Regions from separate parts of the Mus musculus genome. Here all the other regions are linked to region 1. Evidence: chromatin contacts called from public HiChIP or PLAC-seq and capture Hi-C data. All regions are on one chromosome and are shown on one strand. The core of a region is the stretch at or near the end of the contact, and the rest is flanking DNA. Distances in the headings are between cores, read along the strand shown. Region 1 holds the start of Pyroxd2 (pyridine nucleotide-disulphide oxidoreductase domain 2). Region 2 holds the start of Sfrp5 (secreted frizzled-related sequence protein 5). Region 3 holds the start of Slc25a28 (solute carrier family 25, member 28). Region 4 holds the start of Nkx2-3 (NK2 homeobox 3). Region 5 holds the start of Marveld1 (MARVEL (membrane-associating) domain containing 1). Region 6 holds the start of Zfyve27 (zinc finger, FYVE domain containing 27).

Region 1 (3,720 bases), core at 352-2,851:
TCAGCCATGAATGAATGACAAGGAGATTTTAAGTGACAAAGAACAAAACCCCCAAAGTCCAGTCCCCAAGTCCTGACTGACTCTCCTGTGGCTTCAGGTGACCTGTCCCTTTCTGCTGCAGGATCTGCTAATCCCCAGCCCTCAGGGGGATGCCCACCCAGCAGGAGCCCACTGAGCCTGGGCCCTTCTGCCATCGTCTTCACACAGTGGAGTGTTGAGTGGATGTTTTCAATGGGAAAAGAAAAAAAAAACCAACTTGGTATTTAAATCAAGAGTTGCATATATTTGATTTGTAAAAACTGTGTGAGACATATCTTTATTTTAGTATCGATAATAAAAAAAACCAAGTCTGTGTATAATAAACACTCACTCATGCGTGCACAAATTGGAGAGGGTGGTTCTCAGTAGACACAAGAAGAAGCCAAACCAGGCCAGCATTTATTTAAAGCTGTGTGATGCGTCTCACAAAAAAATGTGAACCTGCTATCATCTATGTAAAAGCCCAGCTGGGAATAAAAGCCTTCAGGTCCCAAAAGTGTGACCCGGAAGGCCCTGGTGTGGAGTGCAGCCTGGCCCTAGGCTATGCCTTAACCTAGTACTTGAGGCTGAGAGTCAGCAAGATGTTGCAGGACCACCACTGTAGCAGGTATCTATGTCTGAGGGAAGCCATGGGAGATGACACCCTTTGTGGATGCATTAGGGTGTCTGGGAACCCCTCAACCACCTTTTCTCTTTATGAAACAACTCTGGCTTCCTTTTCCAATGGATGATCGCAGAAGTGAGATTGGCTCTCATTTGTCTACAGTCCGGAGGTCTTTGCTTCCTGCATAAGGTCCCGGGAGGAACTCACTCATTTTGCGGGAGATACAGGGAAACTCCTGCGTTTATTTAGTCACTCATTATCATTCTAGAGAGAAAGGTTTAAACCCAGAAGGCAAGAGCCGTTCTAGTCCACACAGCACACCAGGGTGGAATTAGAACCCAGGGATCCTGATTCCCAGGCCAGGGAGGACTTCCATCCCAGGTCCTGCTCACTGGAACTCCCGGCCAGGTCGTGCCCATAGGAGAGGCAGCAGCAAGGCTCCTTGGAGGCCCCTCCAAGGCCGGTGGGCAGAACGCTGCCTTCCTTCCCTGAGCTCTGGCTCTGCCCTCTTTGGTTTTACCTGCTCCTATCACCACGGCATCGTACTCGGGCTTCAGGCGCCCGTTGGCTCCCGACTGAGCTCGTTTCCAAGTAGGGCAGGGAGAGGAGTGCAAGGCCCTGATGAGACCTCGGCCGCCGGCAGCCATTTCTGCCCCCAGCAATTTGCTTGCACAGTCAGCTTTCCAGAGGCCCAGGCAAGGGGAGGGGCTGGGAGTTACAGTTCAGTGTCAGCCTTGGCCTTGGGCCACCGTTTCCCAGGGTCCGAGCTTCTGCGGCTCTGAGTTTGCGCAAGCCAGCCTAGAGGAGGGGGCATGTAGGCTAAGAACTGGCAGAGTCTGAGTAGCTTCGAGGAGTCAAGCGAGTAGGTGGCAGAGTCTGAGTAGCCTCCAGGAGTCAAGCGAGTAGGGACCAAAGAGAGAACAATTTAACTAGGTTCTCCCAGGCCCGGTAGTGGGCTAAGGGAGAAGAGGAGCCAACGCAGAGGCCCCGCCTTCCTCTTGCCTCCCTTTTCTGTACCGGCAGAAGCCTGGGGGCGGGGCCGAGATCCTAAGCTGTGGGATGGGCGCTGTCAACTCAGACTTTACTCCTGCTTGTCTGGTAGTCAGGGACCTTGCAAGGTGACCACTGCTCCTTGTTGCGGGATCCTCCCCAGTCATCTTTCAGTGCCTTTGGACGACAGAAAAGGCCACCCACGTCTCCAAGAGCTGTGTGTGTGTTCTCTCACGCACACTCCAGTGAGGCTAGTCTTGCTGGGAGGAAGGATATGGACAGTTTGGGCACCTTTCCAGTTTTCCAAAGTTTCTCAAAGATTTGGGCTCACACCTGTAGATTACCTCAACTAGTATGAGTCCATACATACAATCCCTGTGCCCTATCTTGAACAGAGAGGACCGGTCCACTCCTCAGGAGTCACTCCTCTACAGGAGAAAGGCATTGGAAGTGGCGAGCTGCAATCATGAAACGGGCAGCCTTGTGTGGCAGTTTGGACAAGAGAAAGACAGATGGGGGCGGAGCCGTAGCTAGGTCATAACTTTGGCCAGCTTCCAAGATGGCTGGCTTCCTCCTTACCCTCCTGACCTGGGACAAAAGCCTGACGAGGTTTTTCTTGGCTAGTAGCGCTGTTTTTTTAAAAACTGGGTATGCTGCAGCAGAGGGGTGCTTTAGCAGGCCCATGCTGAGGCGTTCCTCTGAGGTGTCAGCCATAGGACAGGCCTAGTATAGAAGGAAGTTTATCTGAGACCCGGGAAGGGGGTGTGGGGAAAGGAGTAGAGGAAGAGAAAGAAAGGGGACAGAGAAGGACAGAAAGAGAGAGGAGCAAGAAGGGCAGTGGCCAGCAAGAACACGTGGAGAGGAAAAAGATGGGGTGGGGAGGGGAGGGGAGGAGAGATAGAGGGAGGGAGAGAACAAGGGGAGGGGGATGAGAACGGGGAGGGGGAGAGGGAAAGAGAAAAGAGGAAGAGGAGGAGGAGGAGGAAGGGAGGGGGAGGGAGGGAAGGAGGGAGGGAGGAGGCAGAGAAGCAGAAGCAGCAGCCCAAACAGTCCTTATGTGCCTGGCTCCTGGCTCACACCTAGCCCTTGCTAGGTAACTGTTAGGAGAAGCCTACAGGAAATGCTAACAAGTAGACTTGCCTGCCCAGGGACCAGATGACAAGTTCAAGGCCAGCCCAGGCCTTGCTTACCCCACTCTTAAAAGCCCTGGCCCTTTGGGTTCCAGGGCACCTCCTTTGCTGTGCAGACGGCCTTTTCTCTGTGTGTACCCTGCTGGGGTGTATTTCTTCACCCCTAATAAAAGCCTCTCCAGTGTTTCTGTCTGCTGCTGGTTGCTATGTTTGAGAATTTATTTCTCTGGCTCTCAAGATTTTTTTCCTTCCCTTTGAAGTCTTTAACTGCCAGAGAAAATGAACTGGATCAAGACCCCCTAGACGGTAATAGGAACCTGTGTCAGAAATGATTCAAACCCAGAAGGCATGGCAAAGATGGCTGAGTAAGAGGGCCTCTGAGAATCCCTCGACCCTCAGCATGGGCAGCACTCCGCACACGAGGAAGGTTTACACTGTCCAAGAATCTCTCCTAAAACCCCGAGTCCAAAGCCTCTACCTCCACACTCATGCAATCAATTAGAAATCGATGTATTTAATAAACAGCTGCATCTGCACTCAGTAAGCAGACACCTGTTCTGTCTTTGTTCACTCAGCAGGTACAATAACGAGTTCAATGGTATTTGAATAGTTTGTGGTGTAAGACACACAGAGATTAAAGTAGAGGGGATTTGAGGGCTCTAAGAAAATGCTATAAGTCTGCAGATATTGCTATCTCCAGGGGTTGCTGGAATATACTCCACAGATACCCAGGGATGATAGTAAAGTGGGGGGTATGGGTTAAACTAGATACCTCATACCATGTGGCTTCTAAGACTTAAGAGAAAACTTTTATAGTTTTAAAGCGGGTATCCTAGTGGGGCTGGGAGATAGCTCAGTTAGTCAGGTGCTTGCCACACAGTCATGACAACATAAAAAACAACCCATTGAGTGGTGGCTCTCATGCACCTTAGTGCTAGGAGTCAGGGGAGGGAGCCA
Region 2 (3,702 bases), core at 1,174-3,673, 550 kb before region 1:
CCATCTCACACTGGGCACAGATCTTGGTCACTGAAGAGAGAAAGCAAAGTGGGTGTGGTCTTAAACAGCAGGACAGTACAGGCTCCTCCCTTAGCCCCCCTCCTCACAGAAGCTGCTCTAATTACTAAAGAGGAGGATGGCAATGACAATTCAAGAGCTCATATAGTGCAGGGACAGTATGGTGAGGTAGATTCTCTTCTGCAGCCACGACATACATTACAGTCTAAGTTTTATTCCATCTAGTGCTTGCTGTGAAACGGGCACTGCCTTTTCTACTTATCAGCAGAGGAAAACCAGGTGTAATGTGGTAGCCTAGTCAGCAGAGCTTAGGGCTCAGGACTGTGGCCCCTGCTCTATGACCAGGGTGGATATTATTTGCAGGGGTCAGGCACAAGCCAGCATTAACTTTCTCGAAGAAAGTCCAAACGACTCATTTTTATGTGAAACATTCTAATGTCATCTGTTGGCCACTCACACTTTTCTACAACCTGCCTTTGGGTTCTCTTGTGTGCTGGCCTCCAGGTGACAAGCCTCGCTGTGAGAAGGGGAGTCATGGGTAGCAAGGTAGGGCCAGGACAGGGTTCTGAGCCTGAGTTTGTCCTGCTGTTCATGTTTGGGCTCCAAAGAAACTATAAAAGGAACCTGGAGGATTCTGGGAACCGTGGATTTCTTGCTTAGCTGACTCTATTCCTGCCTGCCACTCTCAGCCTTCAAGATAGAGACTTTTCCCTCCCAGAATCCCCCAGAGAGGGAGAAGGAGAAGGTGGGAGGCTCCTAAGACCAAGCTGATTAATTTGAGAGGGGTTAGGGCGATACAAAGAGGAGCTCAGATGCTTTGGGAGGAGTGGTGGGGCGGGGGGGGGGGGAGATTTGAATGTTCCAGCTGTGGGGGCTCACGGGAGCGCTCACTATCCCAGTTAACAGGCAAAGGTTGCCTGCTGGGAGCTATGGGTGTGTATGTGGGGGGCGGGGGAGATGCTAGGGGCTCAGGCCAGTTTGGAAGAGGACAGGCATTCTTGGAGAAAGGAGGAGGGGGTGTGGCCCCCAGATATGGGACAGCTTTGAGGACCTGCACAATGAAAAGGAAGATGAATCAGAAATCAGGTCTAATGGCAGTATAACGAGCCAGTGGGAAGCAGGGCTTGGGAGCTCAAGATGCTGGACTTCACTGCTGGGCAAAGAAGGTTCAGAAAAGTAAAGTACCCAAAAGCCTAGGAATTGGGAGGAGGGGAAGTTAGGGTTACAGGCCTTGAAACGAGGGCCCTCAGGGCTTCCCTAACCACCCGCCTCTTCTCAAAGTTCCCGAGGTCAGGGAAGGAGTAGCGCTTGTCTGGGTGTCGGCAGTTCAGGTCAAAGAAACTGCCTAGCGACCCCAAGCATCCTTGAGATGAGGAAAGGAATACGGCATTTATGAGGGACGTCTCCAAGGCTTCCAGGGATTCCGCAGCTCGGAAAACCGAGCGTGCTGTGAGTTGCACAAGGTACAGGTCAGAGTTGGGAGAGAACTAGTGGGAATACCCAGAGCTTCAAGTTTATAAAGGTTGGAAGGAAAAAGGAGACAGTGCCAGGGCGCTGTGTATAGGGGCTTGGCACCTATCGGGGAGTACAGATGAGGGTTTGGGGAGAGGATCAGTCCGAGGCGCTCTGGGCGCAAAGGCGCTACCTGGAGGCGCGGTGGCAGGCAGGTGCCCGAACTGCACCGCGATGCAGAGGTCGTTGTCCAGGGGGAACTTGTGGCAGTGCAGCATCTCGGGCCAAGGGAAACCGTAGGCCTCCATGAGCGGAGCGCAGCCGGCGCGCACGGCTTCGCACAGCGAGCGGCAGGGGTAGATGGGTCGGTCCAGGCAGACGGGAGCGAAGAGCGAGCAGAGGAAGACCTGGGTGTCTGAGTGGCAGCGCTTGGCCAGCAGTGGCAGCCAGCTGCTTGCCTGCTGCTTCACCTCGGCCAGGCTCTCGTGCTCCAGCAGGTTGGGCAGCCGCATGCGCTTGTAGCCCACCGTGTGACAGAGCGGCAGATCGGCGGGGATGTCGAGGCACTGCGGTGGCTTGGAGTAGGAGCGGCCGTGCAGCGGCTCGGCCTGCCAACCGTAGTAGTCGTACTCCTGGCCGCGTGTTGGCGCCCCATGCAGCGCCCCGAGCAGCAACGCCAGTGCGGCCGTCCGTGCGCTCCAGGCCACCCACATGGCTGGATGTTGCGGCCTGCCCCGACGGCTCGGTGCTCGGCGCCCCGCTGCCCGGCGTGCGCCCCGGCTGGGATGTTCCCTGAAGCCGGCTGCTACTAGGGTCGTCCAAGTAGGTGGCAGTCTCTGCTCCGCTCCGCTGCCGGAGTGATCCAGGCGCCTCCCACCACGGGGCTCCAGCCCAGGCTTCGCCGTTCCCTAGCCAATCTGCAGCCGCTGGTCCCCCTCACCTCCCACCCCCGCCCCGGGTTGGCGGACCTGGGAGGAACCCTGAGTCTTTCCCGCCCGGCTCGGGTCCCTCGGGTCCCGCCTCGCCTCGCGACCCTGACCCGTCAACTATTCTGCTGCCCAGACCTCTCCTTGTGCCTTTTCCTGGGGGCTCAGCATTTTTTTCACCCTTGCCCCCTGCTTCGTCTTTTTATCTCTCTCCACCACAGTCTCTCTCCTGTTCCTTTTCTCACTCACTTCACCTGCTTATCTCTGTGCCTCGGCCTTTCCCTGCTCGGCTCTGGTTTCCCTTCTCCAACACCTCCATCGCTCTTCTCAGATAATGGAGTCTCTTGGCCATCCACGCCCTCCTGGCCAGGCAAGCAGAGCTTCACCCTGAGGTCTTTAAGTATGCCCTGAGGTTCTGTCCAATGCCAGGCACTTGGCAGCCCTCTAGGGATAGCAGATGGCTAAGACAAATCCGTGGCACCCGAGGGGGCAGGGTAAAGGGAATTTTGGCTTCTATTTAATGAATCCCTACTAAGTGCCATGCATAATGTGCATCACTGAACGACCTTATAAACATCTGTTTATGTTTTTTTGTTTTTGTTTTTGAGACAGGGCTTCTCGGTGTAACAGCCCTGGCTGTCCTGGAACTCAATTTGTAGACCAGGCTGGACTCGAACTCACAGAGATTCTCCTGCCTCTGCCTCCCGAGTGCTAAGATTAAAGGCATGCACACCCCGCCCGGCTATCCATGCCCTTTTCTAATGAAAGCTCACACCCAATAGGTGCTAGCTGTGCTTGGAGACTGTCCTAGGCACATTTCATAACCTACCTCATGGAATTTTCACAGTGATGCCCTAAGGAGGGTAGGAACCATTTATTATCACTACTTTACAGATAAAGATGCTGAAGCTGAGGTCAGGTGAGGATTCCAAGTGGCCATTGGATATAGGTAGTGCGGTTCCAGAGTCAGAGCACACATCAACAACCTGAAGGTCTGGATTCTGAGGATTTGGAGACGTGGGGTTAACTGTCCCAGGGTCATGCGCTAAGGAGGGCAGGGTCTGATTCAGGCGGTAGGCTCCAAAGAGCAGAGTCACTATTGTTGGGCAAGATAGAGTCCAGCCTGGGCAGGAAACACTGTGGGTGTAAGGAGAACTGCTTCTGTCCTCCAAGCAGACATCAGAAAGGTGACTTCCAGGATCCCACGCTTAGTGTCTGTCTGGGTTTTGTCTTCCTTGACTTTTCTGTGAGAGGAACTGGAACAGAGGCTTGCGGAAGGAGGCTCTTATTGGTTTCACCAGACCTC
Region 3 (3,695 bases), core at 225-2,724, 920 kb after region 1:
CATCAAAGAGCTGACAGGCCAGTGCCTACACAAGTGGTGTAAAGAAAGCATCGACGATTTCAAGAACCCCCTTGAAGTTACTGCCCTTTCAGTAGCTGGCATCTCGACTCAAGCACAAGTCTAAGAACAGCAAGGAAAAACAATGTTTCCATTTTCCCCCAGGCTTCTTCCCAGAGACCTGACCTGTATGTGTATTAACCGTCCTGCTTGGTTGTGGATGCAGTTGGCTTTACGTCCAGCCCTGAGCGTACCCTGATAATCTCATTCTGTTTCTCCACATCTGCTTTCTAATATCATCACACTTCCCTCCAGCTGTTTTCCTTTTTGTCAAATTCAGGGGCCCAACGAAAGAGACTATCAGTTTCACCTCTGTTGTGTAAGGGGCTGATGCACTTGCTCCCTCAACATAGAATCTTAGTCCCAGCTCAATTTTTACGTTCAGGAAATAGATGGGCTACCAATCTTGCCTCGCAGAGAAACCGAAACCGTTTTTCTTAACATGCCTTATTCCCACATCCATTCCAGTCTGGAACTCTCACTTTTGACTGCACAATGATTTTTTTTTCAACCACTCCCAGGTTAAGATTTAATACGTACTTTTATCTAGCTGAGAGATCCCAGATTCCGGTTCCTGCCCCGTCACTTTAAAGGAAAGACGCAGCAAGGAGCTTGTGAAAGCGCCGACCCGAAGCACATCTCAACCCAAGCTATCGGATAGAGTTCACCGTCTGATTTCATGCCAGCTGGTTTGTTATAGACTTACCTGTGCTTCGGGATCCCCCCCCCCCAATCCCATCCCATCCCTGCTTAGTCCCAATCGGGATCAAGTCTTTGGCTGACAAGATTTTTGCTTCGCCTCACTGACCGTTAGAAGTAAGTCCTGGTTCCTGACTGAGCTCATCTACCAGCCAGGACTTTGCTTGCACGGAGTATTGGCTCAAACCGTGTGTAGAGGTAGGAGCCAGGAAGAAACCTATCAGCTCTGGGTCTCAGTTGGGATTCTGGCTCTAAACAAGGTTCAGGGTCGGGTCAGCCCCAGGTCCGGTTCGCAGCCTGGTCCAGGTCTCACCTTGACGCAGTCGATCGGGTACATCACGCAATGCTCCAGGATCCCTGCCACGGCGCCCGCCACCATGTGCGTGGTGACAGTGGCTCCAGCCGGCAGCGCTTCGTATTCCGGGCCGGACTCCGGATCCAGCCGTACAGGGGGCTGATAGGCCCCCGCCTCCCCGCCGCCGGCCCCCCGGCCCACGCCCCGCTGCAGCCACCCGTCCAGCAGCGCCGACTCCCCGGGGCTCCGCCCGGGCCCAGCAGCTGGTCCTCCCGCCACGCCGCCTGCACTCCGCCCCTCCAACTCCATCCACTTCGGCCAGCCGCGGCGCCCACACGCGCCGCCGCTGCCGCCACCACTGCCGCCGCCCCCCGGCCCCGTTGCGTCCGCCTCAGGCGCGGCCCAGAGAGCCCGGGGCCTCCGGCTCCCGCTTGGCCCCGAGGACACGCCCCCCAGACAGCCATTGGTGTAGGCCCTAACGTGTCTCCGCCCCCTTTTTACGGAGCCAAAATGTATCTGTGTTATTCGTCAGATAGCTTGTCATTAGTCCCGTAGGTCCCACCCCTTCCCCTTTGATCTTGGAAGCGTCTTGTTTATTGGCTCTTGATTGGCGGACTTGCCCGATCGACCCGCCCCTAGCGTTTCGGAGGCGGGAGAAACGTAAAGCTGAACTTTGATAGGCTCAACCGCTCTAGCTACTTTGGCGGTGGCCATTGGCCCGAACCACTTCGTTCTTCCATTGGATGTGGAGAGAAGCGCCTGGAGGACAGGGACCGGCTCCCGGCTGTACCCCGGCGCGGCGTGCGTGGCGGTCGGGACTGCCGGGGAGAGGGGGCGGTGCCAGCCAGACCTTCAAGGTCAAACCGCTGTCGGTTGCCGTTAGGACGCGTGCTCTGGCGTGCACCGGGTGTCGAGTAGCACGGTGCGACTGTTCCCGCGGGATCTCAGGCGGGGGCGGAGTCAGCCCGGACCCTGCGTCCCCTGGCACGGCCCAACCCGCCGCTAGGGGAGATCGGCTGTGAGCCTCGGGTGGCTCTGGAGTGGTGTGCCATCAGCGCAGATCCGCTCGCCTTGGGCCTCCCACCCAAAGCCGCCTAGTGAACCCTCCAGTGGGTGGACCGATGAGCTCTCATTGGGTGGACTCTGCGTTGGGAAAGGAGAAGGCGAAATGGGATGGTTCGGAGGCGACGACAGGTGTCAGGGTCTTGGAGCACCATCCCAATCGCGGCAGAGCAACTGCTGATGCCTGGGAGTGGAGCTTGTTCCGAGACATACACTTGAACTTCGTATCCCGAGCTCGCTTGCTGATAAACTCCACCGGGTCTGATGGCTGTCCGCTCTCTCTCTCCGGGACCGCTGAGCTGCTGCTTCTTGAGAACCGCTCCCCGGTTGTAAAACGATGCTAGGGACGTCTGGTCCTCAGGGCCACTACCTTGAGCAGAAGCGGGCACTGAAGCGACTCTCGAGCCTCAGCCTCTACTGAGGAGCGAGGGCCCCTTTCCGCTCGCTGGTTCTGCAGGCTACCTCAGGCTCCCTTCTCAGCAGCGTGTTTGCACACGCTTCCCCAGTTTCTAGCTCTGCCTTTACAACCTATTTTAATGAGATGATGACGCAATTGCAAACTTTTCCATCTTTTCGTAGCGCTTCCTTAGAACGGTTGGAGGCTTTTCCATTTCCTCTCTAAAGCTTAGCCCTTCGGCGGACGGGTCTTTCAACTAATCTTTGGCAGTAGTTACTAACGTTTGTGTCGTGATCTCTTGGAAAATAAAGCTCTTAAGTTCCCAACCCCATCCCCAGTCACACACAAAACTGCTTTTTATTTCGGGTTTCAGCGTGAAGGAGATTCCGTTAACCTCGGGTTAAGAATTCTTCCCCACATCATATACAGACTTCTTGCTACCCTGCACTTTTCTCTGAGAGATGAATAGATCTCAAAAAAGCCTCCACCCCCCAGTCCTGTTAAAATATCAATTTTCTTCCCTGACAAATTAATGACAATGCCTGCTATATCCCGTCTCTTCTTATCATATTTACTTTTTTATGGTCCTAAAATGATCATCTCAGTTCAATGACTTCTCATGGTGAGAAATAATACTCTACATTGTCCTACAGTGACCCACACCTTAGAACTTTCTCCCCCAGGAAAGACTCCAGATACCAGCCTTTAGATTTCTAAGTCTCTTTCACCTTGCTAGCTACTGAAGTGGAGCATCCCTGGAGGCGGAAATGTTTATTAACAGTCTTTAATACAGTGCAGAAGTTTGCCATTCCAAACTCATTTTCCTCCCAGGGGCCTTCTTTCTGTTTTGCCTAGCCTACTTGCTTGTTTTTGTGGCATTGGAGAGCTAGGGAATGTCCAGCCACTCACTGCAGTGTGGCAGGGTGGTTCTGTCTACCTAGAGACGGATGGCACAGAGAGTGGCAAGCAAGGGTCAGTGATGAAAGATAGGGAGAAGAGCCTTGTAGAAGGAGAAACGGGTTACAACCACCCTAACTACCCTCGGGGGAGACACGTTTATTACTCGGGGTTAATGTATTTGCTTCCACAGCTGACTTTTATATGGGCACTTCCCTAGAATGCATTTCTTCTCTTTCCCTTTTAAAATTCAAAAGGTTTGTTCTTGAGGGTCCTCCCGTGCTCCCC
Region 4 (3,880 bases), core at 920-3,419, 860 kb after region 1:
TCCCGACAGAAGCAACGGCTTTTTATCTTTTCTTTGGTCCAGATCTTGAAATCACTTGAAAGCTAAGAAAAGTGGAGAGCAGAAAGGAACACAAGCATTTCTCTGCGATGGGTTTTGCCTTGCAGTTGGCTGCAGGGTGGGGAACTGAGACTGGAGCATGGTTTCCTTCTGGTCCTCTGTCTGGCAGCTGGGACGCGCAGCACGCGTCCACTCAAAGTCCCCCACCCTGCAGCGCGGCGCACTCACCCCACCTCTGGATGTTTGAGCTTCGGATCCACAGCAAAACCAGGCACACTCTTCCTTCCCTTGGTGGGCTGGCGGGCCCTTTGTAGAGACCACGGCCTCTGCCCGCAGCGTCTAGTTTCAAGTCTTAGAGCAAAAAGGCTCCTGCGACCAAGGAATGGTTTCAAGGAGCCGGGGCCTAACCACAGATGATCTTTCCCCATCTCCCCCAGAGCACGTGGAGGGAGCCTCGTACCAGCCTCCCGGGTGGCCCCACGAGCTGCCTCCCCGCTGTATTTCCGCTCCCCCCCCAAGAGCCCCGCCTCTCTCTCCTCCCAACCCGCAGTTCTTTCTTTCCAGGACCAAGGGCATCAACTCCTCTCGCTGCCGCCTCGGGGTTCCGCAAGGCCGCTCTCCACGTAATCCGCATTCATGCCCTGTCTACAAGTTTCCTAGGGCGTCGTCCTCGGTCACCGCGCCGCCATCCGGCGAACCCTTCTAGTTGAGGCCGGTCTCTCCCAAACTGTGAGGTTCTACGGGGGCGGGGGGGGGGGGAGGGAGGGAGAGAGAGAGAGAGAGAGAGAGAGAGAGAGAGAGAGAGAGAGAATAAATAAAAGCAAGGGCGGCCTACTGAGGAACCCTACGTTGAAAGCGGAACTAGTTTGGTTTTCCAAGGCCTGCTGCCCACACCTTTTGCTCTTAATCTCACAATAGTGCCCCTTACCACTCAGGGGCTAGGTATGTAGGCGGGTGGATACCAGAAGGTGGTCTCCATCAGGCAGTTTTCTGAATCTGAGGCTGCATTTAGTCTCCCTGCAGAACACAACCACGGTTTCAGAAAGAGAGAAATAAGGCGTTTCAGAAAGTTGAGGCCTAGGCTCGGGCTCCCGATTCCCTTCAGAAGGCTGCCTGAGCTGCAGCCACAGCGGGGGTCCCCTCCCTTCTGAGACCAGAGCCACCCAGTGTGTGCAGTGGAACACCAGCCCGGTCAGAATCAATGCAGGCAACAAACACTGCTCTGACCTCCCACAAAGAACAAGGGTAGTTACAAGTATTGAGCTCTTTGCTTTAAGTAGACAACTGTGCTATGCTTCCGGCCTGGTTATCCTTTAAAAAACAAAAACAAAAAAACTCCAACAATAACCCTAGAAGAGGCAATTCGGCTCCTTTATATTGACCAGGAAACTGAGAACGTCCAAAACCAAATACTGACTCAGGCCAGGCTTCGAAGCATAGAGCCTCTGCACACTAACAGAACTCGGTCGTCTTGTCTTCTACAGACCTGCTCTCTGAAGCCACTTCGAGGGCTGCAAGGGCAAGTACGGTCTGGACCCTGCCCTCAGGGACTCACAATCTAAAGTGACAATCGAGCGGACACTAAGTACAGCTTTGGCACTAGATGGGAGAGTGACAAGTGACATTACTGAGCAAGTTCCGAGGAAGAGGACCTCTAGGTGAGGTGATCTGGCGGAGTTTCCTTGGAGGTATTTAAGCTTTTCCTCGGAGAACAGCTTTCCACTGTGGAAATGAGGGTGGGAAAGGCACTCCAGGTGGCGAGGACAGCTAGAGCAAAGGTGAGGTGGAATTTGACACGTCGCTCATATTTCCACAGATACAACACTCCTCTCCTTAGAAATCCGCAGTCTGGCCTCTCAGAACTGCCCCTGGTCGGGAAGGTGCAGCCAGGTGGAGCGGGAATCGGTGATTCGGACACCCGGTTTTTTGCAGCTTTTCCCACCGCGACTTGGATCTCAGGACCCTATTCTAGTCCCTGTCTATTTCTGGTAGCGCAGCAACATCCCACTGGGTGGACGCAGAGGGCGTGGCCCACATACACAAGAACCAATTGGGAAGGAGGCCAGGATGCCGACCCCGCCCCTTGACGTGACGCAGGGCCCCCGGACAGAGGCTTCACAGCCCCGGCCCCAGTCCTTGCAGTGGCTGTAACAAAACCCAGACCCCCAGGTCCCGGCCAATGGAGGGGATTTAGACTGGACCGCGTCTGTCAAAAGCTCGACTCCGCACCACCGCGGAGTCCAGAAGAAGAGCTGGAGCCACCGCACTCCCTCCCCGCCCCCGCCGGGATTTATTGAGTATTTGGACTGGACAATTAAGTGGCCCTGATGATGTTACCAAGCCCGGTCACCTCCACCCCTTTCTCAGTCAAAGACATTTTGAATCTGGAGCAGCAGCGGCACTTCCACGGAGCTCACTTGCAGGCGGAATTGGAGCAGCACTTCCACTCGGCACCCTGCATGCTGGCCACGGCTGAAGGGACGCAGTTTTCCGATGCAGGGGAGGAGGACGAGGAAGAAGAGGGAGAGAAACTGTCCTATTTGAACTCACTAGCTGCTGCCGAGGGCCATGGAGATTCGGGTCTCTGTCCTCAGAGCTATGTCCATACAGTTCTCCGAGACGCTTGCAGCGGGCCCAAGGAACAAGAAGAGGAGGTTGTGAGCGAACGGAGCCAAAGTGAGTAGAGGGGGAAGGAAACGCGTCCGCACACCTGGGGCAATGGCTCAGCGCCTATAAACCCACAAACCGTGCCTGCATGGCCACCCGCCCCTTTCACATTCGGCTAGGGTCATGCCTATGCCAGGTTCAAGGACAGCTCTGCAAAGCACAGGTACCTGAGATGGTGCTGGGGCGGGGATAAAAGAGAAAGAGAGAACAGCTCTTGCCCGGAGCAGGGACCCGGAGCAGTCCCCGAGGGAAGGAAAAGTGATTATTGCAATCCTGGTTCCTTGAGTAATGAGTGACGGGGGCCCAGAGCCTGGGTCGTAACTTGTCCGTTGTGTGTGTGTTCTCTCGCACACCCATCTTCTCAAAAAAAAAGGGGGGGGTCAGTTTTCTGCCATTTTTCTGTCTTTCTTCTAACGTGAGGTGAATTCAGCGAGGCCAGGGCAGTCACCCCGGCTGTCCCGAAAAGGCAGTGCAAGAATGTTGTGTTTGGGCCATCCTTTCGGGCAAGACTTTGAGAGACACCAGCTTACTTCGGAGCTTGCAGTTCTTACGTTCGAACTGCAAGGAGGAGAGGTGGTGGCCAATGTGTGGGAGCTCGATCCATATCAGATGACGGCAGCAAGTCACACCCAGGAGGTGAAGGCCTCTGAAAAAAAATATCGTAATGCTCGCTTTGTTTCTTATACTGCAGGCGGAGTGGAATGGTTAAAGTTCCTGAATTAGTTCTGAGTGGGATTCTGGCCATTCAGCAGATCAGAGGTGGGGCAGGCAGGAGAATCAGATAATTGAATAAGCCCATAAGGAAATGTCTGAAAGGGAAACAGGATCAAATAATCTCTTCTCCGAGTGGAGATTTGATCTGGCTGAGACCAAAATCTTTTCTCTAACAATTCTCCAGGCCTAACACAGACATGAAACTGTCTAAATCGGTCCATCCAACTGTTTTTCCTCTGTAAGGTAACATACAGATACTGTCACAGACGCGTTCTCAGTAGTTTTGAAAATTAAAAAAAAAATCAATTCTTGAGCTGCACATACGCCTTTCACTTAGATATTTCCAAAGAGAAACAATTTTTGCAATCAACCCATGCATCCAGGCCTCCAGTCCCCAATACCAACTCGTTCCACACCTTCAGGGGAGTGGAAGGCAAACGAGTTTGCAGATACGGGGTCCTGTTCCGCGGTCGCCTGAAAA
Region 5 (3,999 bases), core at 1,485-3,984, 610 kb before region 1:
AAATATCGTCCCAAAGCTTTTGAAAGAACTCTTCCATGTAAGGAGCCCAGTGGAGACGCTTGAAGCTGAAAGTTCATGTCCACCAGGTGGCGCCCTAACCCACACATCTCCTGCTGCCTTTTTTTTTTTTTTTTTTTTTTTTTAAGATGGAAGAATTCTTTCCTTCCTCCTAATGTTAATAGGCTCCCTGCTCCCTTCAGCGGTCCAGCATCCAGATTCAACTGCTAGATGCACTTTAGAGTCTCAGCCATAGGCAAGGGCACTAAGCACATCGTTCCAGGGGCTGCTAAGTTAGGATCAGAACATACAGGTCTGGATTTTCCAGTGGGACACAGACTCTGCGTCACTTTTCTGGGTCCCTGCCAGTGTAGCTGTAAACAGAACATGAGAAATATATAAAAGTGCTAGGATTGTGGATGAGAAGTCATCTTCATCTGTGCCCTAGCAGCTCCTGAAACAAGGTCAACTGCTTCAACGCTCTGAACCCACTCTTGGTCCCTATTGGTGGGTCAGAGCTCAGAACACCATCACCAGGAGCAGTAAATACAACTTCTTCCACGGGGTCTAGCACAATAAACATCCCCTTCCCCAAACCACACATATCTTACATCCCTGGCCTCTAAAATGGTGCTCAGTGTTTAATAAGCTCTCATTGTCTGCTTGCTGCATGAAATTATTTTACAGATGAAGTAATCAGGCACAGAGGGCTGGGAAACCCCTCCTCCGTGCCCGACGATGGAGTGAGCAATGGAGTGAAGAACTCACTCTTGTTCTCAAGTGTTGGCACTTGCTGGTTGCTAAGGGACAGAACTCAAGTAAGAAAGGCTATGCTGTCTTGTGTGGGTATGCTACACACCACAATTTAAGCATTTATAATATGCATCTGGAGCTTTCTTGAGTAGTATGTACTGGGGTGGCAGTGACAGGCCAAAGTTTTTTTCTTCAAAGGGGAACCAGGCTGCAGGGAAGGGCACCTACTGTTCCAGGCCAAGGGGATGGGACTCTGAAGTGTATGATCAGCTGTGGTTTGATGCAGGCATTGTCCTGTAGGCAAATGTGGCTTGCTTAGTGTCTTAGTTAGGGTTTTATGGCTGTGAAGAGATACCCTTACCACTAAAACTCTTGTTACAGTGTCATGGCAAGAAGCATGGTGGCATGCAGGCATACATGGTGCTGGAGAAGGAGCTGAGAATTCTACATCTTGATCCGCAGGCAGCAGAAAGAGACTGTGTTCCACAGTGTTCCAGCTTGAGCACATGAGACCTTAAAGCCCACAGCCACAGTGAAACAGGTCCTCTAGCAAGGCCACACTGATTCCAACAAGGCTACACCTCTTAACGGTGCCAATCCTTATGGGCTAAGCAGTGAGTTTATGTGGGATGTATCTATTCAAATCACCACACTTAGGTCCAGTACTATTCCTGCAGCCAATTGGCAAGCAACTCCATTTGTATGTACTGAGGGGCTCCTACATGCCAGGCTCAGGCAAAGATGGATAAGCCAGAATAGACCAGTTTTTGATGTAGTAGACTCAGAACTAGGGATGATTCAAATGGAGGCCCAGACAAACAAATAATTGTCAATGTGGGGAGCTCAACCTTAAACCAGTAAGTGCTTAAACTGGGTATGTCTGCTGGTGAGGGAGTGTCTGGAAAATAAAGAGCATTCTGAGTTCATGTGGGAAACTTGCAGTTCATAAGTGACAGAGTTTGGACATGAGTTGGGGAAGGAAGTGGAAAAAACCCAAGAAACTGGAAGTTGGTTGGGGACAGATTATGTAATGTGCCACATTGACAGGACACAGCTCCATACTGGGTTGGGAACAGCCAGGTCAGTTGTGTAACATTGCTGAAGCACAAAGGTTGGCTCTTTGGTGGGGTGGAGAGCAGAGAAGCCATCTCTGGCTTCCTGGTCTGAAACCCTTCAGTCTTCAGGAAAAATGAAAACAACTATTGCTCTCCTGTCTTGGGTCGCGGGAAGCTTACATAGAGAGGGCCCTGTAATGTCAATGAACCTTGGCATCGTTGGGATCCTTGCCATCTAGGTCAATAGTTAAGCATACGGGACATGCCATCTCTGAGACCTAGGCCTGTCCTGACCATGTTAGGTGACATGTTTTTAATCTAAGCAAGACGCAAAGATGGCCAGGAAGGAATGGTCGAAGTGTTTGGCGTTGCTATGCTCTGTGCGCTGTGGGTAAGGCAGCTGGGCCTCCAGTGAGTGATAGTTTTCTTACACTGACCAAGAGACCTTCATGGCAAGACAGTCTGAGACCAGCTTTGGACAGGCGAGTTTGTGGTGGGCAAGTGAAGGGTACTGAGGATGTCCCAGTGAGAACAACTGTCAGTTCAGACCTCCTGCTTACTCAGGCTTGATGGGACGCCTCGATGGGAGAGAATTATGTCTCCAGTCTCCTGTGACTGGAGAGAATCAAGAGGGTCCAGCCACAGGCTGGGCAGAGGCTGTTGTAGCTTTCTTCTCGAAGACCTAAGATCGGCCAGGCCTGCGAGGCAGGAAGGGCTGGGGTGGCTCCAGATGTGGCAAACTTGGCCCAGCAGCCTGGGCAAAAGGCCTGTCATGGGCCAGGGGGGTGCGGGCATTCAGCCCTGGCTGCAGAAGGAAGGAATGGGAGCGGAGGAGAAAGGGGGGGTAGCCAGGGTGGAGGGCGCGACGGCAGGAAGCTGGGAGGCGCGAGGAGGGGTGGAGACCAACGAAGGGGACGGCCAAAGAGCGAGTAGGAGGGCTGGAGAGAGGGAGAAAAAGGAGAGAAGGGAGGAAGGGTGCCGATGAGAAGCAGCGCTGAGGACTTGAAGTAGAGGGAGGAGGGCAGGCCTCGGAGCAGCGGGAGCAGCGGGAGCAGCGGGAGCAGCGGGAGCAGCGGGAGCAGCGGGAGCAGCGGGAGCAGCGGGCCCGGGCTCGGGCCGCCCCCGCGAGCAAGGCGCCGCCATTCCGCTGCTCGGGGCGCCGCCGCCGCCGCCGCCGCGTCCGGGGGCCATGCTCCCGCCGCCCCCGCGCCAGCCGCCGCCCCAGGCGCGCACGGCCCGCGGCTCCCTGCGCCTGCAGCGGGCTTTCCTGCGCGGCCCGCTGGGCGTGCTGCGGCTGCTGCAGCTGCTGGCCGGAGCCGCCTTCTGGATCACCATTGCCACCAGCAAGTACCAGGGCCCGGTGCACTTCGCGCTCTTCGTGTCCGTGCTCTTCTGGCTGCTCACCCTGGGGCTCTACTTCATCACGCTGTTGGGCAAGCAGGAGCTGGTGCCCGTGCTGGGCTCGCGCTGGCTCGTGGTCAACGTGGCGCACGACCTGCTGGCGGCTGCTCTCTACGGGGCGGCGACGGGCATCATGATCGACCAGACGCAGCGCCACAGCTACTGCAACCTCAAGAACTACCGGCTGCCCTGCGCCTACCATGCCTTCCTGGCGGCCTCTGTCTGCGGCGGCCTCTGCCTCGGCCTCTACCTACTCTCGGCACTCTACGGCTGCTGCCGTCGCTACCAGGGCAAGGAGGAGGTGGTGTGAGGCCACCCGCTCCACCGCGGCCCAGATCGGTTTAGGGAATCCCTCCCGAACCCTTCCTGCCGCCGCCTAGTGCCGGTGTGCCCCTGCACCCTCTCCCTGCCTGCGTTTCCACTGCCCGCGCCCTGGATCCCCGACGTTCAGTTCTAGTCTGACTGCTGTACCGCAGCTCAGCCCAGATATCAGCTTCCAGGGACCCACGCAGCCATCCGAGGCGCCGACGCACACACCCAGTTGGGCCGCTTCAGGCGAAGCCTGGAAGTCCCTTTCCTCATTCCCTGTCGAGAGCTAGACGTGGACAGGCGCCGCCGCGTAGATCCGGGGGAGGCTCCCAAATTGGAACCAGTCTTTGGACTGCGCCATTGCCCCCTCCCTCCTGCCCTGCAGTCGGAAGAGCATCCCTTCCCTGCCCCCTCTTCCAGCCTAGGGAGGTGTAGAATGCAGTCAGGCAGCTGCAAGAGGAGCTGGGGACAGGCTTTAGCTAGT
Region 6 (3,456 bases), core at 129-2,628, 580 kb before region 1:
TTTCAGAGCCTGTGGGACAGTGACCAGCCTGAAGGAAGTGAGGAGAGCCCAGATTCCCAGTGCAGCTGAGTCCTGGCTGAGGAGAGCAGGCGTGCCTGTCTCTCTGAAAAAGAGATGCTGGACGAGATGTCAGTGAAGCTTTGGGGTAGCTCAGAGGAGGGGTTATTGTCGGCTGAACAGCTAGGGAAGGCTGCTCACAGCTGACTCCTGCTATGATGGCTTGCTTGGGTTTGGATGGAAGCAAGAATCGGGGCAGGCAGGTGTGACAAGCAATCTGAGGACTTGGCAAGAGTCCAGGGCCCTTGCAGGTAACAAAGAGGGTTCAGCTGGCTGAGACTGAGGCACCTGAGAGAGAACAGCAGGACAGATGAAGCCAGTGGATGCAGCCTCGTGTGGGTGGTGGTATGGCTGGGGTTGCTGGCATCCAGTGATGTATTTGGCTCAAATCCCAGCTCCGAGCAGTTTATGTGCTGTGACATTAAAGAAGTTACTTACCATGACTACAACTCCTCATCTGTGAAATGGTGATAACCCCGATAGGGTTATTGAAGGAGGAACAGATAAGATAATGTGCACAAAAAGCTTAGTGTACTGCCTGCCTGCTGGTTAAATGGAAACCCATGGGAGGTGTGTTTTAAGGGACAACAGCTGGGTCACAAGATGTGAAGAGGATAGAGCTAGGAACGGCCTGCACAGGACCTTGAACACAGCAGCTACGGACCACCGTTCCGTCTCTGCTAATGTTGTAACCCTCGAAATTACTGATACTACTAGAGAAACTTCAGTGTCGTGTACAGTTTGTCTCTGCGTTCTCACGGCAAGCACTATAGCAGACAGCTGGTTTCTGTGCTGCTGTGTCTTCCTGCAGCAAGCCAGGGGCTCTCTCACCGTTAAAATGGCACTACCCATAGGCACCTGACATACAAGATGTGTTTTCTGTCTTCCCTAGGTTCTCAGAGCTTCTATCCACATTTTCTTTCTTTTTTTTTATCCTTCTCCATCCCTGCCCCCACACGCCCCACTTTTTTTTTTTTTTTTTTTTTTTTTTTTGAGCCAGAAGCTCCCATAGCCAAGACTGGCCTTGAACTTGCAATACTCCAGCCTCAGAAACCAAAAGGCTGTGGTTACAAGTGTGTCACCACGCTAGACTCTCTAACTGTCCTTGCTGTAATGTTCCGGAGCTAGGCTGGCTCCCAGGTCCTAGGACTCCCGGGCATTAAACGAGTCATCTCTTGGGTGGCAGGAACAGAGTTAACCAGAAATTAGCCAAGGAGGGAAGAGTGCGCAGGCGCAGTATCAACGCGCTTGCTCACCTGCGCTTGGGTGGGAGGAGCTAAGCCCGGAGGCCGGACCCAAGGCGGGACGGGCGCGGTGACGTCACGGGCGCGCCACCGCAGAGTGAGTCGCGTCCCGGAAGCGACGGCGGTGGAGGGGCAGACGGTTCCCGGGTGGACCTGCGACTTCGGAGCGTCGGTGGGAGGTGGCGTGGCGTGGCGTGGGGTGGGGCGGGCCTGGCCTGAGGGACCGCTCCGGGGCTTGGTGGCCCTTCTGTCCCCCTGGCCGTTCCTGTCTCTTCCTTTCCTGGGACAGCGTCCGGGTAGGTGACGACCGTGACGCCCCAGCCTCACTGTATTTATTTACGGAGCCTGGCCCTCCGGCCCTCCCACCGCGTGTGGGTCGCCACCTGCAGGCACAGCGACCTTAGGCGTGTCCTGCCCTGCGCGGCCTCAGACAGGCTGGTGGTCTGGGCCTCTGTCGGCACTGACCTGCTAAGCCTGTCTCGCGCTTGCTTGGGTTCCCTTTCTCCCTAGCTCGTCCTGTCGAGAGTTTGGGGTCCAGTCGACCCCTTTCCAAGTGATGAATGGGAGCCAGGGTTAAGAGCGTGATAAGAGTGTTGTTAGGAGAAATTCATGAACCTCTGGGAGCCCTGGTAAGGGTCTCCCAGTGTACACTGGCGCGTTCATAAAGACTTCCCAGGACAAGATGGTCCCCCTTACCCTGACACCTGAAGGAGGAGCTAAAGATAGGAGAAAGATGTCACAGGACATCTTTTCTCTTGGCATTACCTACTGCCTTCTTTCAACAACCTGGTTATTAATGGTTTATATGCTCTTGAAAGGTCTGTGAGGGAAAGGAGCGTTGGAGGGGCTCATGAAGAGTGATAGGCTTTATAGCGAAGACATCCCCTTCACCCTGCTACTTCCTACTTCAGTAGGAATAAAATTTCTTGCAGTGTGAGATGGGTATTCGCGTTCACCTCTCACAGTTAACCTTAGGAACCACACGAACTGTAATGCAAGGGGGAAATGTGTTGTAGTCTGGAAGTGCATCGTGAGTGTAGGGATTTACGATTACAGAATGCAGACTTCGGATCGGGACCTGAGTGGGCCGGAGGCGAGCCCCAGCGGGATGCCTGAGGTTCTCTCTGAGTGTCCACCTGCCCCTACCAAGTCAGCAGCGTTTGATCTCTTCAACCTGGTCCTGTCCTACAAGAGGCTGGAGATCTACCTGGAACCCCTGAAGGATGCAGGGGACGGTGTTCGATACTTGCTAAGGTACAGACTTTAGGGTTCCTTTGTTCTTCCTCTGGGCTCTCCTGTCTCCCTGGTCTTTAGCAGTTCTGGCCAGCTAGGCAGTAGTTGGGCTATCCTTTCTGCTCTAGCGATGACTAGTTCTGGGGAGACTTGTGTGACCTTTAGGTGTATTCAGGTCTACTTGTGTTCCAGCGCTATGCAGGGAAGGTGGGAACTGAGAACCACTTGGTCTTCATCAGGACTGTAGTTGGATAAGCTCCTCTTAGGGACTGCTGGAAAGACACTGGCCTAGTATAGCTTAGAGCAGATGTAGGGATTTTTTTTCCCTTTTCTCTCTGAATATTAATGTAATTAATATTAAAATCTTGATTTTTATTCTTTTGTATGCATGTGGCGTTGTGTGCAGGTCAGAGGGCAGCTTTTGGGAGTTAGCTCTCCTTCCAGGGTGGATTCTAGGGACAGACACAGGCTTGGCAGCAAGCACTTTACTGGCTAAGCTATTTTGTTGTTGTTGTTGTTTTTGTTTTCGAGACAGGGTTTCTCTGTGTGACCCTGGCTGTCCTGGAACTCACTCTGTAGACCAGGCTGGCCTCAAACTTAGAAATCCTCCTGCCTCTGCCTCCCAAGCGCTGGAATTAAAGGCGTGCGCCACCACTGCCCAGCTGGCTAAGCTATCTTACCATCAAGTTATAATTTTAAACAAACTCAACTACAAATACCTTTGAAAAAACGAGATGCCATTTTCACTGTTACTTGGGATTATGGTTTTCAATTTTTTTCTATTTTTGCTTCATTTTTTTAATCCTCAGTAATTTTCTTCCAGCTTCCTTTCCTTTCTTTTTGTTGTTGAGATAGTGTTTCATTGTATATATCACAGGCTAGTCTGAAACTCATAGTGCAGGCTGCTCTCAGACTTCCAAGC

The links. HiChIP or PLAC-seq counts read pairs in DNA pulled down with a chosen protein or histone mark. Capture Hi-C pulls out chosen DNA fragments and counts their contacts.
Region 2: a capture Hi-C map of embryonic stem cells shows a contact between it and region 1, with 5 times the contacts expected there. The contact joins the promoter of Sfrp5 here to the promoter of Pyroxd2 in region 1. A contact is called at or near these places in 8 of 39 promoter capture datasets (the 3T3-L1 cell line, embryonic stem cells, hippocampal neurons and 3 more), 1 of 15 datasets of contacts at CTCF or cohesin (embryonic stem cells), 3 of 484 Hi-C or Micro-C datasets (cortical neurons and embryonic stem cells), 2 of 115 datasets of contacts at active chromatin or transcription factors (astrocytes and embryonic forebrain) and 1 of 9 other capture datasets (embryonic stem cells).
Region 3: an H3K27ac HiChIP or PLAC-seq map of embryonic stem cells shows a contact between it and region 1, with 7 times the contacts expected there. The contact joins the promoter of Slc25a28 here to the promoter of Pyroxd2 in region 1. A contact is called at or near these places in 4 of 39 promoter capture datasets (the 3T3-L1 cell line, hippocampal neurons and liver), 4 of 115 datasets of contacts at active chromatin or transcription factors (embryonic forebrain, embryonic stem cells, neural tube and 1 more) and 2 of 9 other capture datasets (adipose tissue and liver).
Region 4: a contact with region 1 is called in a FOXA1 HiChIP or PLAC-seq map of pancreatic cancer cells. The contact joins the promoter of Nkx2-3 here to the promoter of Pyroxd2 in region 1. A contact is called at or near these places in 2 of 115 datasets of contacts at active chromatin or transcription factors (embryonic hindbrain and pancreatic cancer cells) and 2 of 9 other capture datasets (adipose tissue and embryonic stem cells).
Region 5: a contact with region 1 is called in an H3K4me3 HiChIP or PLAC-seq map of embryonic stem cells, with 4 times the contacts expected there. The contact joins the promoter of Marveld1 here to the promoter of Pyroxd2 in region 1. A contact is called at or near these places in 2 of 39 promoter capture datasets (cranial neural crest and neural stem cells), 1 of 115 datasets of contacts at active chromatin or transcription factors (embryonic stem cells) and 1 of 9 other capture datasets (liver).
Region 6: a FOXA1 HiChIP or PLAC-seq map of pancreatic cancer cells shows a contact between it and region 1. The contact joins the promoter of Zfyve27 here to the promoter of Pyroxd2 in region 1. A contact is called at or near these places in 3 of 39 promoter capture datasets (the 3T3-L1 cell line, cranial neural crest and embryonic stem cells) and 1 of 115 datasets of contacts at active chromatin or transcription factors (pancreatic cancer cells).

What each region holds. Positions count from the first base shown.
Region 1 is chr19:42,751,174-42,754,893 of GRCm38.p6, forward strand. Pyroxd2 (pyridine nucleotide-disulphide oxidoreductase domain 2) reads right to left here and starts at 1,602. Exons shown (of 16, transcript NM_029011.2): 1 at 1,164-1,602. The coding sequence starts at 1,290. Gm19437 (a long non-coding RNA gene) reads left to right here. Exons shown (of 4, transcript XR_386719.3): 4 at 122-263.
Region 2 is chr19:42,199,829-42,203,530 of GRCm38.p6, forward strand. It overlaps Sfrp5 (secreted frizzled-related sequence protein 5), which reads right to left and starts at 2,424. Exons shown (of 3, transcript NM_018780.3): 1 at 1,664-2,424; 2 at 1-30. The coding sequence starts at 2,183.
Region 3 is chr19:43,673,407-43,677,101 of GRCm38.p6, forward strand. Slc25a28 (solute carrier family 25, member 28) reads right to left here and starts at 1,475. Exons shown (of 4, transcript NM_145156.1): 1 at 1,070-1,475. The coding sequence starts at 1,360. It overlaps BC037704 (cDNA sequence BC037704), which reads left to right and starts at 1,772. Exons shown (of 1, transcript NR_045645.1): 1 at 1,772-3,695.
Region 4 is chr19:43,610,156-43,614,035 of GRCm38.p6, forward strand. Nkx2-3 (NK2 homeobox 3) reads left to right here and starts at 2,170. Exons shown (of 2, transcript NM_008699.2): 1 at 2,170-2,694. The coding sequence starts at 2,346. Gm20467 (a long non-coding RNA gene) reads right to left here and starts at 1,901. Exons shown (of 4, transcript XR_001782682.2): 1 at 1,647-1,901; 2 at 947-1,035; 3 at 247-755.
Region 5 is chr19:42,144,655-42,148,653 of GRCm38.p6, forward strand. Marveld1 (MARVEL (membrane-associating) domain containing 1) reads left to right here and starts at 2,735. Exons shown (of 2, transcript NM_183195.2): 1 at 2,735-3,999. The coding sequence starts at 2,995. The coding sequence ends at 3,516.
Region 6 is chr19:42,169,189-42,172,644 of GRCm38.p6, forward strand. Zfyve27 (zinc finger, FYVE domain containing 27) reads left to right here and starts at 1,379. Exons shown (of 13, transcript NM_177319.3): 1 at 1,379-1,597; 2 at 2,358-2,555. The coding sequence starts at 2,359.